Regions from separate parts of the Sus scrofa genome. Here region 2 is linked to region 1. The links are chromatin contacts, called in public HiChIP or PLAC-seq maps. All regions are on one chromosome and are shown on one strand. The core of a region is the stretch at or near the end of the contact, and the rest is flanking DNA. Distances in the headings are between cores, read along the strand shown. Region 1 holds the start of CCNYL1 (cyclin-Y-like protein 1). Region 2 has its middle 17 kb from the start of CREB1.

Evidence for each region. HiChIP or PLAC-seq counts read pairs in DNA pulled down with a chosen protein or histone mark.
Region 2: an H3K27ac HiChIP or PLAC-seq map of alveolar macrophages shows a contact between it and region 1. The contact joins the enhancer-like site here to the promoter of CCNYL1 in region 1. A contact is called at or near these places in 1 of 5 promoter capture datasets (liver), 10 of 47 Hi-C or Micro-C datasets (alveolar macrophages, fetal heart ventricle, fetal skeletal muscle and 6 more) and 2 of 2 datasets of contacts at active chromatin or transcription factors (alveolar macrophages and skeletal muscle).

What each region holds. Positions count from the first base shown.
Region 1 is chr15:110,872,652-110,875,182 of Sscrofa11.1, forward strand. CCNYL1 (cyclin-Y-like protein 1) reads left to right here and starts at 1,261. Exons shown (of 8, transcript XM_005672131.3): 1 at 1,261-1,907. The coding sequence starts at 1,682.
Region 2 is chr15:110,687,672-110,690,202 of Sscrofa11.1, forward strand. No RefSeq gene overlaps it. Among named protein-coding and RNA genes, the nearest start is that of CREB1, 17 kb to the right of the region's middle. Within about 2 kb of position 1,265, at least 8 of the 83 cell types and tissues checked have an H3K27ac peak or open chromatin away from gene starts, as enhancers often do. A contact at or near this core is called in alveolar macrophages, mesenteric adipose tissue and omental adipose tissue, where this site is marked.

The DNA.
Region 1 (2,531 bases), core at 11-2,510:
CATCTTACCTTCACAACATTCAATGATTCTCATGTTTCTGGGAAACAATTCAAACTCTTTACCCCAGCATCTACTTTGGGGTTAGGCAGATCTAGGTTTGAATTTCAGGTTCAAGTATTCTGCAGCAGTGTGGCCTCAGACAATTGGACTTTCAAAGCCTTTGTTTTTCTCAGGTGTCTAAGCTCACTGAGGGCAGGGTTATTTCCCCAAACACAATGCCGGGCACATAGGGAGCGCTAATTAATGCTGAATGAAGGGAAAGCATTTTAAAATCCACATCAAAAAGCTGTCCCTCCTTAAAAATAAAATAAAATCCTGATATGCTGTGCCACTTCCAACCAAATTTGATTTCTGTCTTTATTTCCTGATAATCACAATCCCAGGGCTGGGCACCAGGGATGAAGGCTGGTTCTGCCTGGCGTCCCCACCCCTTTAGGGATCCACACTATCAGGGATCAAATCCTGGCCATACCCCTGAGCAATTAGGTGACCTTGGGAGCGTTATTTAATTTATGGAAAATCTGTGTTCCTGATGGTTTTGTTCTCAAGGGTTAATGAGCACCACACTTGGAAAGGGTCGGGCGCGTATTAAGTGTTCGCCAAATGTTAGCTATCGTTAACCTCCTTCATCAATTCAAGACCGTGGTACTCCACTTTGTGACTCTCAATTTTGTATGAGAAAAACGTGCTTTATGCGTTGGCGAGAAAGAGTTGCTGAATCCCCGCGTTTCAGAAGTGGAAGGAACGAGTTCGGTGCCTATTTTACCGATGAGGAAGTGTAGGGGTGACGTGTCCTCGAGTCTTATTCAAGACACTGCCACAGCTTTTTACTGAAGGTAAGACCAGGGCCCCGGGGGTTGCTGTGGTCAAACTGAAGGCAGAACAGAGGAGCATTTAGTTACAAAAACGGTCAACAATTCGGGTGTAACTAAGTTCGTTGAGCAGTACATCAAATGAGCCAGCCGTCAGACCTAGCGAAACCAAGTTGCTAACGAACTGGCTCTTTACTTAAGGGGCTATTTTATAGAGCCCGCTCAGCCAGGACAGCTTCAGTTAACAAACTCCCGCAACGCTTCCGCAGGACCGGAAAGCTCCGAGCCGTGAGAGATGAATGGAAACCAGAGTTCAGGGCGCGCCTCGCGGGGGGCGGAGCGCCGATGGGCAGGGGCGGGGCATTATGAGTCACGTGCCTACGCTTGAGGCGGGCGCGTGGAGGGAACTCTAGATGTGATTGGTCCGTCGTAACCAGGTGACCAAAGGACGCGTTCCGGTTGGCAGGGGCCAGCCAGGCGAGGCTTTCAGTCGGGAGGCGGCGGCGGAAGGAGGAGGAGCTCCGGCTGCGCTCTCTCCCGGCAGTGGCTGCGCGTCTCAGCGTTTGTCGGGTCCCCACCCCTTTTAAATAAGCCGGTCTGGTCACCGCCCTCACAGACTAGTTGGCTCCGGGGAGGCGGCAGCGGCGCGGCGGCGGGGGTGCGGCCGGGGCCGGAGCCCTGCCCCGGGCCCGGCGGCGGGGCGGACGGGCGAGTGGGGCCGAGGCCGCGTCTGCATGCGCGGCGCAGCCCCGGCATAGCCCGGGGCTGCCCGTGCCGGCCTCGCCATTGTTGGGGGAGGGGGCGGTTGCTGAGAACGGCGGAGTCGCAGGGCGAGCCGAGGAGGTGGCGGCCAGAAGCGGAGGCGCCCCATGGGGAACACGTTGTCCTGTTGCTTGTCGCCCAATGCCAGCCCCAAGCTGGGCAGGCGCAAGGGGCCGGTGGAGCCAGACTACGAGTCTGAAGTCTGTGAGGCGGCGGCTGGGGACGCGGTGGCAGTAGCTTCCGCGCCGGCTGCCGTGGAACCAGCTGAGTTGGATTACGGAGCCGGCGAGGGCCACCACCTGCAGCACATCAGCGACCGGGAGATGCCCGAAGGTAAGGCGGTGGTAGGCGCACCTCGCCCCTCGCGGGGCCGGCTGCATCTGTTCTCGGGCTTACCTCTGGCCTCCGCCGCCCCCAGGGTTCCCCCGGGAGGGAGCCGCCGCCTAGGGCTCCTTCCTGCCCGGAGCTGGCTTTCCCAGGGCTGGGCACCGGGGATGAAGGCTGGTTCTGCTTGGCGTCCCCACCCCTTATTCTTTTCCCGTCGCGTCCAGCCAGTCTTTTTTCCTCTAATCTACCCGAAAGCCCAGTTCTTTCCCCCATTCCCATTTCCCACCCCAGTCTGAGACCCTCCGGTCTGCGACCCTTCCTGTTTGCGGCTCTTTATTAACGCCTGGTGGGACTTTATAAAGACTTTCTGGTATAGTCTCTGTATTCTCAGTGAAAACTTAAATAACCCAACTATGGCGTATCCATCCCACCTCCTTATCCTTACCTATCCAGATGGTACCTAAGTGAAGGAACCAGGTAAGGTAGTTAAGGCAGTTGATACAATTTAGACGCATTCCAGAATTTGTTATTTAAGTTCAAAATAGAGATCGACAGAGTCTATATGGCGTTCTTCGGTAAAATTATTTGAATTTTAACGTTTTCAGTCGCCCTGATAGAAGCTGCTTTCTT
Region 2 (2,531 bases), core at 15-2,514, 180 kb before region 1:
GCAAGCCACATCTGTGACCTCCACCATAGCTCACAGCAATGCAGGATCCTTAACCTACCGAGCGAGGCCAGGGATCAAACCTGCAACCTCATGGTTCCTAGTCGGATTTGTTTCCATTGCGCCACAACAGGAACTCCTACATTTACTTTTTTATGCATGGCCCGAGAATAAAATATCACTTAAAGAATCCATTTAAATAGGCCTAAATTTTTAATAAATAGAAAACAATTTTGGTGATAAGAAATTACAAGTAATAGTTTAATGGGCAATGTTTTCTTAGTGACACAAAAAATATCTATTAATCAGATACAATGAAATGTGATAATAAAAATAACAAAACTTACTAGTCACAATAAGCCAGGGACAGTCCTAAGTGCTATATATGAAAATTATTATTTCATTCTCACAAGTATTCGATAACATAGTTACCAATTTCCCCTCTTTTAAGAGAAAGCTTAAAACTGTGAAGAAAACTTATGTCTCTTCTGTACGTCCTACATGATCTTTGTACTTGGCTACTTTTTTCCTCTTGGAAAAAAAATCATCAGTCTCATTTAATAATTCCACATCTTCATGAATTTTAAGAACGAAATCTTTAGCATGGGTCTTCCCTACCTGCTCCATGTTACCCCAAGCGTAGCTGTTCTCTCTGAGCACATATATCTCTAATTCCTGACTTTTGTGTCCTGTGTTTTGGGTTTGTTCGGTTCCCTGTGTTCAGGTCAAAAAAACAGAGAAGGAGGTACTGGACTAAAGGAACGAGTTAAACTTCTTCCCTGGGCTGGAGGCACTTACGGTCTAACGGGTTAGTCAATACGTGAATGGATGATTTACTTCCGATCGTGCCAGGCACCCTACCTGTGCATGTGCAGCAAGCTCTGACAGTGAAGCAACAACTCAGGGCAAGTCCTACTGCAAAGAAAGAGAGGGTGTTTTCTAAACTCCTTCAGCTTCGTGCTTTACTACAATAATTCCAGTAAACATTCGTGGGCTGCAGTGAGCTACTCAGGGACTGTTTTGATTACAGCTCTTTCATACCTTGTATCAGATAGGCCATGAGAGCACACACTGTTTGCTTAATCTTGGACTAAAGATGATAGACTAGGTTATATAAAAGTTCTGAAAATGATTCAGTTCCCGCTTCCCAGAAAAATACAAGAAACTCTGACACACAGTTACAAAAGCATTCTACTGGTTGGGCTCAAAACCACAGTTAGAAAAACTATTTAGCAATGTTAGAATAGATGTTTATGACATTTGCAGTGTTAGACAATAACATATTAGACAATAATATTTGCACATTCATTACATGAATTTCAGGCTAACTGTGCTGGTGGCTCGGGGGTGGGAGAAAAGAAGGATGTGGTCCATCCTGGCAGTCTAGTTAGGGAGATTCTGTGAACCTAGAATAAGAAGCCACTCTATCAAGAACCAGGGCTGTGAGCACTCCAAATTCTAGCAAATTCAATTGCATTTCACTGATGTTTATAACCCTCATTCATTGTTGGACTGTACATGTATTAAGGAACTTCTTAAGAGGATCTCAGAACTGTGACAGTATCTAACCAAGCAATGAATTAGGATGAAACAAAGCTGTTTTTCCATCTATAAATGCACGTCCCTAATAATAAAAAAATCTGCTTTTGCAGGGGAGGCATGAGCATGTGTGTCCTTCAAGTTCCGTTGGCAAGAGGATATTTCCTGGAAGAAGCACCACTAGTTACTGCAGTTTACAGAAACATTTACTAAATCACTGTCATTTTTGACGGGTCCCTTTAAAAAAAAAAAAAAGTGTGTCAAATACTGAAATGTAAGAATTTAGCTGACAGGACTAGATTCCTTGCTAAGAAAATTCTACGCAGAGAAGGGACACTAGCAATCATAACACTGAAATTTTTAAGGGTTCTTATTCTCAGATGAAAAGATTCATTTTCTCCTTCTCCATCATCCTTTCTCAAACAAATAACCTCTTCCTAAATTTCTTGTAGAAGAGGGGAGAGTAGGGAGAGGATAAAAGTCTAGGTGGGAGGAACTTTTGAAAATAGTGTCCCTTCCCCCACTCCATTTTGGGGGGATTACATTGTGTGTGAAAAAGAGAAAACTTAAGTATCTGAATACACAAATCAGATACCTTGATACAGTTAGTTTCAGGAGATACAGTAACTCCTACCTCACAAGCGAGCCTTTGACAGCTTTTTCACTTTGCAGAGATGGGAATTTTTTTTTTTTTTTTTTTTTTTTTTTGGTCTTGTCTTTTGTCTTTTTAGGGCCACATCTGAGGCACATGGAGGTTCCCAGGCTAGGAGTTTAATCGGAGCTGTTGCTGCCGGCCTACACCACAGCCACAGCAACATGGGATCCGAGCTGCATCTGCGACCTACAGACCTACACCACAGCTCACGGCAACGCCGGATCCTTAACCCACCAAGCAAGGCCAGGGATCGAACCCACAACCTCATGGTTCCTAGTCGGATTCGTTTCTGCTGTGCCACGATGGCAACACCAAAGAGATGGGATTCTTCTTACAGTGT